3 separate regions of the Mus musculus genome follow, and regions 1 and 3 are each linked to region 2. Evidence: chromatin contacts called from public Hi-C data. All regions are on one chromosome and are shown on one strand. Each heading gives the region's core, a stretch centred on a gene start, on an enhancer-like site or on the middle of the called end of the contact. The rest is flanking DNA. Distances are from core to core; before and after follow the strand shown. Region 1 overlaps Bbs4 (Bardet-Biedl syndrome 4 (human)). Region 2 holds the start of Arih1 (ariadne RBR E3 ubiquitin protein ligase 1). Region 3 overlaps Pkm (pyruvate kinase, muscle).

Evidence for each region. A called contact is a pair of places that touch in the nucleus more often than the background predicts.
Region 1: a contact with region 2 is called in a Hi-C map of Th1 cells, with 4 times the contacts expected there. The contact joins the enhancer-like site here to the promoter of Arih1 in region 2. A contact is called at or near these places in 15 of 39 promoter capture datasets (the 3T3-L1 cell line, 3T3-L1-derived adipocytes, the C10 cell line and 8 more), 3 of 15 datasets of contacts at CTCF or cohesin (the G1E-ER4 cell line, large pre-B cells and pro-B cells), 56 of 484 Hi-C or Micro-C datasets (B cells, the C2C12 cell line, CD4 T cells and 34 more), 33 of 115 datasets of contacts at active chromatin or transcription factors (the 230-238 cell line, DN3 thymocytes, the HPC-7 cell line and 18 more) and 4 of 9 other capture datasets (adipose tissue, liver, macrophages and 1 more).
Region 3: a contact with region 2 is called in a Hi-C map of olfactory sensory neurons, with 2.3 times the contacts expected there. The contact joins the enhancer-like site here to the promoter of Arih1 in region 2. A contact is called at or near these places in 12 of 39 promoter capture datasets (3T3-L1-derived adipocytes, the C10 cell line, the HPC-7 cell line and 7 more), 18 of 484 Hi-C or Micro-C datasets (the Ba/F3 cell line, CD8 T cells, the G1E-ER4 cell line and 12 more), 1 of 115 datasets of contacts at active chromatin or transcription factors (pancreatic cancer cells) and 3 of 9 other capture datasets (adipose tissue, liver and macrophages).

What each region holds. Positions count from the first base shown.
Region 1 is chr9:59,336,908-59,340,269 of GRCm38.p6, reverse strand. It overlaps Bbs4 (Bardet-Biedl syndrome 4 (human)), which reads left to right. Exons shown (of 16, transcript NM_175325.3): 6 at 387-459. Among named protein-coding and RNA genes, the nearest start is that of Bbs4, 15 kb to the left of the region's middle. Within about 2 kb of position 1,664, at least 13 of the 459 cell types and tissues checked have an H3K27ac peak or open chromatin away from gene starts, as enhancers often do. A contact at or near this core is called in CD8 T cells, Th1 cells, Th17 cells and 3 more, where this site is marked.
Region 2 is chr9:59,484,985-59,488,226 of GRCm38.p6, reverse strand. It overlaps Arih1 (ariadne RBR E3 ubiquitin protein ligase 1), which reads left to right and starts at 1,853. Exons shown (of 14, transcript NM_019927.2): 1 at 1,853-2,248. The coding sequence starts at 1,880.
Region 3 is chr9:59,674,114-59,677,198 of GRCm38.p6, reverse strand. Pkm (pyruvate kinase, muscle) reads right to left here. Exons shown (of 11, transcript NM_011099.4): 9 at 1,465-1,631. Among named protein-coding and RNA genes, the nearest start is that of Gramd2, 4.5 kb to the left of the region's middle. Within about 2 kb of position 1,393, at least 9 of the 459 cell types and tissues checked have an H3K27ac peak or open chromatin away from gene starts, as enhancers often do. A contact at or near this core is called in olfactory sensory neurons, where this site is marked.

The DNA.
Region 1 (3,362 bases), core at 415-2,914, 150 kb after region 2:
GGTGTGTGATGACCTTACTGTCTTAGAACAGCGCTGACACAAGCTCTGCCTCAAGAGCTTCTGCTTTTGGGGCGCAATGGTGCCCCCTGCCGTTCCCATACAACCAGCTCAACTTTTTGAAAAATACTTATACAATTTTTAGCTCTGGAACATGTGTAAAATGTGAATTTGTAGAGTTAATCCTACAGGAGTTTAGGTTAGCTGGGTGTGGCAGTGCACACCATAACCCTAGTACTTGGAGCTGAAGGCATGAGGACCGGTTCCAAGTTATCCTTGGTCACACAGTGCATTGGGGGCTAGTTGGAATTACGTAAGGACCTGCCTCAAAAACAAACCAAAAGTAATGAATTGAGGAAGTAATAATTATAGAAAATTTATCTTCACAGGTTTCTTCTGGGAAAACACAAAGCTGCCACTGAAGTATATAATGAAGCAGCTAAACTTAACCAGAAAGACTGGGTAAGTGAGAAACAGCATTTCTTTCTCAGCAAATAGCTCTTTTTTTATTTTTTATTTTTTTGTTTTTCGAGACAGGGTTTCTCTGTGTAGCCCTGGCTGTCCTGGAACTCACTTTGTAACCAGGCTGGCCTCGAACTCAGAAATCCGCCTGCCTCTGCCTCCCAAGTGCTGGGATTAAAGGCATGTGCCACCACCCCCAGCTCTTTTTTTATTTTAATAAGGTCTCAATTTGTGTAGCACTGGCTGACCTGAAATGCATTATGTAGAGCAGGCTGGCCTCAAACCCAGAGAGATGGGTCTGCCTCAGTGGTACTCAGCCACTGCCTAGGGCTTGGCTAGAGCTCTTAGATGTTCACTGTCTTTGATTCTGTCCTCAGCACGGCATTTCTGCGTAGCTTTGTAGACTTTGGTTTATATTTTGCAGCTGTTAGTGTGGCTGACAGGTTTGTACTGGTGTGATTCCAGCCGTGGTTTCCCATGTCATTTCCAAGAGCTTTAGAGGTCACGTTGGTACATTTGGAGTTCGTAAGCATCAGCAGCAGATGTCTTCATATGTACTTTGCATATTTCCCCTATCTGCTTGGCAGTCAGCAGCTGTTTCTTTTGACTTTCTTTGTGTTATGAAAACTTTAAGTGACTCTTCTGATTATTTTCCCTTCATCATCTTCTCTTTTTTATTAGTGTAAATTAACTGTATAAAACAGTGAGTTTCACTGTGACATTTTCATAGTTTAATCATATTCACCTTCCTTATCTCCCCTATTTTCATCATGCACTTATGTAAATTGGGAATTATGTGTAAGTACAAAACAAAGTCAGACTAAACATTGCCTTTACAAAGAGTTTTTCCCCTCCATGAATCCATATCATGGGTTTTTGCATTCATTTGTGGTCCTAGAGTTTCAGGGCTGAGACTTAATCATGGTTAGTTAAATGGCGCCTGCTGCAGCTCAGAAGTATTAATTCATTGAAAGGAGCTCAAAGAGCAAGGAAGAGCGAGTCCCAAAGGAACCTCTGCTGTATCTCATCAGCCGTAGCCTCTGAAAGGAAGGCTGGAAAGTCCTTGCTAACTGGAGTGGGGCGCTGTAGTGAAGGGAAAGAGGACTGGGTCTCTGGAGGATGGATGAGCAGCTCCTCTCATCCTCTCACTGTCTGCGACACTCATTGTCACTTCCTGTCAGATTCAGCAGCCTTGTGGCTTTTATGAGGGATGGATTTGACTCCACCTTGTTCTGTTTTCCTTTGCATACTTCCTGCGCTGTTAGCTGTTTAAGGCGTATTGGTGCTTTCTTTTCAGGTTTCACCTACTGCAGAGATTCATCAGGGGTGAGTTAGGGACTAGTGTATGTAGAGAGCATTAAAAGGCCAGAAAGGTGGTATTCCCTGATGAAATGGAATATATACAAGTTTTGGAGACAGGCTTGAATTGAAGGCACAGTTCTTGGTAATGTAGACATTATTTCTATTGTGGTTTAAGAAAAAAAATAATTTTAGAATGTGAGAGCTTCATGAGACAAAGACTAGTTTTTAGGGTTGCTTTTTTTCAGGTAGATAATAGTATTATAAGTTTAAAACAACTTTTTCAAAGATTTATTTAATTTATTTTGTGTGTATGAGTGTTCTGGCTACATGTATGTCTGTGTGCCTACATGTGTAAAGTGCTTTTGAGGCTAGAAGAGGATGTTGGATCTCTTGGAAGTGAGGTTACATATGGTTGGTTGTGAGTCACCGTGTGGGTGCTTTGAACTGAACCCAGTGGAAGAGCAGCCAGTGCTCTTAAGTGCTGAGCCATCTCTAGCCTTGATTTTTTTTTTTTTTAAAGATCATGTCTTTGAGAAACATGTACTGAAATACTTATGAGTGAAATGTTATGTTATTTGGATCGGATGCTGTCGGGTGCATGAGTCTGTGACGCTGCGTGTACATAGTCAGGATACACAGCTAAAGAAAGGAGACAAAGCGTCCCAGCACTGGCCCTTCTGTGTCAGGGAAACTAACTTCCCCGAGCTTTGGTTTCCTATAAAACTGGAAAATCTATACCGATGCTGCGAATTTCTTAGAGAATTTAAGTAAGGTATATGACAACAACAGGCATCAAGCCTATCACTGATTGTTTTGTTGTTTGAGGAGGTGTGGAACACATTAAACTAGCTTCTCTGAGCTTTGTGGTCTGTTCCTGAGACAGGGCTGCATCCCTGCCACTCACAGGTGCTTGGCCCTCTTGCCTTCCAGGAACACCCTCCTTACTCCTGGTTTCTTTTCTAAAGCTGCTAATAAAGTCAGTTTATTACAAAGGAATTCCAGAGACTTCACAACACTTAGGCCAGAAGACACATGTCAGTCTTGTAGTAAACTGGAATTAGAAGTTAGCAGCAGCCCAGGTAGTTACTGCGGCCTTTTGATTCATCTTTCTTTTCCACACAGGTCAGAGGTTAGCAAACTGTTTTTGTAAAGGACTACTTAGTATGTAGTTATTGAATGTATTTAGAGAATCTTACAGCTTTCTACACTGCTAGAGGTACTTAGCTCTGTAGTTCTGGTTCTAGTGTAGAAAAGCCATAGGAAGGAACTTTACAAAGAAGACCGAATTTGTCCTCTGCCCTCTGCTATGGATTTCAACAGATTAGTGTCAGAGATACACATTTATGACAGTGGCTCCAGGTGGCACCACTGGTTCCTGAATCACTAGGGAAGGTAGTACTTGTTGTCACTGGCCAGAGCTCCTTCTAATTTCAGATTTTTATAGAAAAGGCCCAGGTATCCAGAAGCAGGGAAACAGGATTTCCTTAACAGTGGAGCTCCCAGCTTGTAGTCCACGCAGCAGGGGCTATAGGGGGTTTTCTCCTTAGAAAAGGACACAGTGTTTGGATCCTAGGCTGCTGTGAAAGAAAACTGGTCAGGGG
Region 2 (3,242 bases), core at 604-3,103:
GGGCAGGAAGGTCAGGAGTTAAGGGTTATCCTGGGTACATGAGATCCTACTTAAAAAACAAACAAACAAACAAACAAACAAACCGAGAAAGGCTCAGCAGGTACAGACAAGCACTTTCCATGTAGCCTGATGACTCTAACCCAACTTCTGTAGTTTACACAGTGAAGTGTGGGCTAATTCCCATAAGTTATCTTCTGATCTACACTTGCCTTGCACTCAACCCAGTTTAAATATGTGTGTGTAAAGAAATAAATCGATCATTTGAAAACAAAATAGACATAGACATTATATAAGTATGTATCTATATATTTTCCACTTTTTCAAAGGCAATTTCTAAACAGAATCTATATCTTAAGTACTGTATCTATTAAGGGTTCAGCTTTAATAGATTTTCAGACTGGCCAATCCTTCAAGTTACTGGAAGAGGGAGGTCTCTTAAGCCTCTACTTCCTTCAAAACACTTTCCTGGCTCTGGTGTCCTATTTTCAAGGTATTAAGTCTAAAGCAAACAAAACAAGATAAACCCAGTCTTGGAAAGGCATTAAGTGCTTTGTCATGACCTCTAACTAATTTGCCCAATACTTCCCATTTACTGATTGAGTTTTAAACTTCAGCCTTGTAACTATTGTGAACCTTCTGTTTTGACCCAAGGCCATCTTCCTCTCCTCCTCTGTTGAAATAGCCATCCATCAACCCAGCTCACTTCTGCACTATTTCCAGATAAGCAGTCTCTCTTGGTCTTTGTAGATGTGGTTTGCCTGCACTGTTTCCTGGAATTATCACTGTAATTTACATAAAATGTAAGATTTATTATGTATCAGAAAACCTCTCTGCTCCATTGCTGGGGACTGAAATTGGGGCCTTTGTGCATGCTGGACAGGTGTATGCCACCACAAGGTATATACACTTTTATTTTTAGAGTCTCGGGTGCCTCCGCTATAATCTGGGTACTAGGACTCTGTGGTAATGAGCACTAATCTATGGAAGGCCCTTAGTGATTGAGGAATTGATGGCCTTAATTGAGGAACAGGACTGTCACATTGTTCCGGACCCTCAAGAAGTGCTTGTCAAGATGAGTTCAGGAACTGAGTCTTTACTATGACGTCACATCAGGGGGACCCAAGAACCGCTGTAGAGCCACGAGTGGACAGCAACACTCCAACTACCTGTCACCCAACTTGGAGGTTCCGCGTACTACTACCTTCCAGGCAGTAACTCGGGCAACCGGAATTTTAGCAGCACAGCTACCGGCTTCCCGGAACTAGCCAGGGCGTGTCAGATGTGCCTGTGAGGCCCGGAAGCGAGAAAGGTCCTCGGAGAAAACCTCCGCTTGGGCGCTCCCCAGACTCCTCCCCACGACCGGAAGGCCCCAGCCTCCTCACGTCAAGGAGCCACAGCTTCCCAGTGTCTCCGGGCCACCGCCGCGCCGCCGCGCTCCCGTCCTGCTCAGGCTCGGCCGTGGGGTCTCCCCAAATACTACGCAGGGGCCAAGGGGCGTGGCGCGGTGACGTGCAGCGGACCGACGCGATGACGTAGCGCGGCGCGGTGACGCACGCCCCTTTGTTGGCTCAGTAGCGGTAGCAGCGGCCGCGGAGGTGGCGCAGGGGACTGTTTTCCGTCCGAGCCCGGAGCGGAGCGGCGTCTGACTGAGGCCGGCAGCAAGCGGCCCCCGCGCTCCCTCCCGCCCTGCTCCGCGCCCTCCCCGCCGCCGCCACCGCCCGCCTCCAACCGCCGCACGCGGGGAGCAGCCGCGGCCCACGGGGCCGGAACCAGGCCTGCGTCCGGACGGCAGCCGGAGCCGGAGCGAGAGCCGGGGCCTCGGCGTCCCCGCCCTCTCCGCGCCGCGGCCAGCGTCTGCCGGGCCCGCGCGCGTCGCGCCATGGACTCGGACGAGGGCTACAACTACGAGTTCGACGAGGACGAGGAGTGCAGCGAGGAGGACAGCGGCGCCGAGGAGGAGGAGGACGACGACGAGGACGAGCCGGACGATGATAACCTGGATCTGGGCGAGGTGGAGCTGGTGGAGCCCGGGCTGGGCGTCGGCGGGGAGCGAGACGGACTGCTGTGCGGGGAGACTGGCGGTGGCGGCGGCAGCGCTCTGGGTCCGGGAGGCGGCGGCGGCGGTGGCGGTGGCGGCGGCGGCCCGGGACACGAGCAGGAGGAGGATTACCGCTACGAGGTGCTCACGGCCGAACAGATCCTGCAGCACATGGTGGAATGTATCCGGGAGGTCAACGAGGTCATCCAGGTGAGGGGCCCCGCCACGCCATCTGGCCCCGGAGCCGGCTTAGGGAGCGGACCCAAGGCGGCCTGTGCGGCGCCGAAGAGCAGGCCAGGGCCTGGCTCGTCACGGGCCTGTGTGCCCTGCCGGCCGGTCGGGAGGTGCGCTTGGGCGGTGCTTCCCGGAGTCCTGGCATGGCGGAGGCCTGGGGCTGCCTGAGCGGCTATGGCCGGCAGTTCCTGCATGACTACGGCCGGAGGATGGGATACCGGGGCGGGCTAGAGGCGGGTGAGGTGGTGAGTGTGAAAGAGGTGTCAGAAAGAACCCGGCCCTTTTCTCAAGGTTTATCCCTAGCCCTTGAGTCTTTTGAGCAGTTTCAGATGGGATTAGGGCAGGCCCTTCAGAGCAGCTTTAGTGTATGATTGCTCCAAGTGGGCACCGGCTAATAAAGAAATGGATCTCCTTGGCAGTCCTAAGTGGCTACTTAAAGGTGGGGGAAGGGAACTATTTCTCGGAAGAGGTGCTGATGGACCTTATTTTCTGATGGTGAGGCTTATGCCTACATTTTTGGGGGAGTGGGAGGAGTATGTTTTCTTTGGGACCTAACTGCTACTTCTTCCATTGGTAGCAAGTAACTTGATGGAAGCTGTTGGAATAGTTATTGCAGATCCCCTACCCACCCTTGCAGCTTCGGCAACAATAAAACACAGTGTTGTCTAATTGGACAAAACTCTATTGTGAATTAGAAAGTAGAGGCATTCCGGCTTCTGGACTCTATTCTCTGAAGGTTTCTGTTTCGTGCATAGAAGTTAAACTTGCTTCAGACCAGAAACTGCATCCTATTTAACGCTATATACATCCCGATTTTGTATTTTTGAGCTTTAGGAAATAAATTTACATTTGTTTGGGGGAAAAGTTGTTACAAATGGGATATGATTGGAAAGTAAAGATAACATAGGACCCGGTGGTGAAAGTCTGAAATTTCAGTTACTTAGAAGGTCGAGGCAGATGGATGGTGGCA
Region 3 (3,085 bases), core at 144-2,643, 190 kb before region 2:
ACGTGTACTCATATAAATAAATAAATTTAAAAAAAAAAGAAAGAAAAAGAAATCTGGGTGGTGATCAGGTGTGGTAAGAGGAATATCTGGCCATTCAAGATCCCCTGGGAATGTAGGGAACCCCTATTCTCAACCTGTAACAAATGATAGTGTCTATCTCTATCAGATTACTCAATTAGCTAGGCACGGGGGACTGAGGAATTCCACAGCAGAGCTTCATGCTAGCCTGCATACATAGGCTTTGAAGGAAGGAGGTAGCTGCTGGAACCAGGAACTCTTCAGAGAAACCCCAGAATTAGCATAGACCTTGTATTTTAGAGCTTTCAAAACTCCAGGACTAAAAATGATAGTTTTAGTGTCCCCATTTCTCAGTACCCCATCATCCCTGGCTTCCAGCTACATACCAACATTCATGGCCAAGCTTACACAGAGGCCACCATCCTCAGCCCAGGCCTAAGTAGCTTTCTGCTACTTAGTTCATGAACACTGCCTTAGGGAGACAGACCAGTGCCTAGTCCTCCACACTGATTTTACATGTGTTTGGCTTTCTGTAGCTAGGCTGTGATACAACTTGCTCTTTCTTCCTCTGCACCATGAGCACTGGGGCTACAGGCACACACCACCACACTTGGGTATTTTTTATCTATCTATTGTGCTATATAGATAGATAGACACTGGGCACCTCACTCTCTCCCTCCACCGTACATTCACTACAGCTGCCTGGGTATTCTGACCACATGCATTAGATTTCCCCAGGACTGGAGTCAGACAGTTGTGAGCTGCCATATATAGGCAGGTGTTGGGCCTCTGAAAGAACTGACAGTGCTCCTAAAGGCCAGACCACCTTTCCTGGTGACCTCTGTGTGCACTTTAAAAAAATAAAAAGTAATAATAAAAAACCTTTAAGGTGCCAGATTCAAATTCAGATAGTCATGATTGTGCAAATCCTTTATCCACCAAGACCCCTCCAAGTGTGTACCCTTGCGCATACCCAGGGCCAGCCTTCTCCGTCCTCCATGGTTTCTGGGGACCAAATATGGGTCAAGCTTGTGTAGCAAGCAACTTTACCAGCTGAGCTATTTTGTGAGTAGGGCTCTGTCCTGGATGGAACTCACTTTGTAGACTAGACAGGCTACAAATCCAGACATTCGCCTACCTCTTTGGCCCAAGTGCTGAGATTAGAGGCATGCTCCGCCATGCCCAGCTGCCACGCAGTGTTCTGTCAAAAGGCCCCACAGTACTAATCACGGTGAAACTGGGTGTTTGTTCCAGCTCTCTGTGAGGCAGGCTTTGAACGTGCACTGGAGCCAGCCAGTTGGTTTGGTCTATCTGTGAGTGCTGCCTGGAATCCTCTAGTGGCAGCCAGGGGCCTTAAACTGGCCCAGAGCCACTCACTCTTGGCATCCTCAAGGAGAGGTGTCAACTGAGCGTGGGCATCCCCAGGGAGCCACTGCCGCCTCCTACCTGCCAGACTTGGTGAGCACGATAATGGCCCCACTGCAGCACTTGAAGGAGGCCTCCACGGCACCCACGGCGGCAGCTTCTGTGGGGTCGCTGGTAATGGGCGCCAGGCGGCGGAGTTCCTCGAATAGCTGCAAGTGGTAGATGGCAGCCTCTGCCTCTCGGGCAATCTAGGGGAGCAACATCCGTCCAGAGGGACGAGGACGGGGGACAGGGCTTTGTCAGAGCTTTGTCACAAATGGAGAGGGAGGAAAGGAGTCACAGACAACTGGGAAGGAACATGTCCCTGGGCACAAAAATGGCCAGGAGAAGGTGAGCCACTCCATGTTCTGAACTGAGCAAGATTAGAAACTCCACAGGAACCATCCTGCACCAGGTGCTGTGACTTCCACTGTGCCCAAGGGAATCCTTTGGTCCTGCCCTATGGTGACCTTGGCTGTCTTCCTGAAGGAGAGAGGCTGTGCCTAGGCTCAGGCACATAGCGGACCTAGTTGCGCGAGAAGCTGGTTATCCTATAATGATACCTGCCCTTAGGGCCCTACCTGCCAGACTCCGTGAGAACTATCAAAGCTGCTGCTAAACACTTATAAGAGGCCTCCACGCTGCCCATGGCCATGGCCTCCATGAGGTCTGTGGAGTGACTGGAGGCTCGCACAAGCTCTTCAAACAGCAGACGGTGGAACATGGCTGCCTCAGCCTCCCGAGCTATCTGTAAGGTTTAGGGTAGGAGGGATAAGGAAGAGGGATAAAGGCAAAAACAAGAGAGACAACACATGGAAAGACAGGGAACTACATCAGAGAGGAAGGAAGGCACCCTTAGGTTTAGGTTTAATCTTTTCTTCATGCAGAGGCAGATGCAGAGGCAGGGTGGTCAAAGCCCATATGCTCCTGGAATGGTTGCGTGGGATTTTGGGCTGCTCCTTTTCCCCTTACTGTTCAAATACAAGGAAAGTTCCTTCCGTTCTAGAAAGATATTATCCTTTTGGGACTTTCCCCTTTGTTTCTTAAAAAAAACCCCATCCCCATGTGTTTATGAGATGGGACTCACCCCCATGTGTTTGAGATGGGATCTTACCATAGCCCCTATCAGCCTTGAACTTGCCACAGTTATCCTCAAAAATCACTATTTTCTTTGCCTCAGCCTCCCAAGTGCTAGGATAACAGGCAGGCACCATCAATTTCTTTTGTTTTTGATTGAAGCTAAGACAGGGACATATTGTTAGGCCCTAGGACCTTGGCATGGAAAGATGCCAAGGTGGAGCCAACCACACTTCCACTTGACCACACTGCCTCATGACACAGCTTACAGGAAGAACTAGGCCTCCCCTCCACACACGGCTGTGTGGTTACAAGACATCTAGCTTAGCCTACATACAAGAGCGAGTCCTTGCACCTGGTTTATAATAGAAACATCTGGGCAGCTCTGAAAGCTGGGGTCAAAGGTCAAAAGAGCCAAAGTTACATGGTGCGCCAGTTCTAAACAGAACAGTGGCCAACTCTGGCTCACTTGAACACAGTGGACAGCCGTGTGAAGAGGCAGATGCCTGAGAAAGCATGCATGCCTTAAGACACCAATTAAAACTTAGCAATTAAAACTGTTACAAAACAGCAAATGTGTTATATA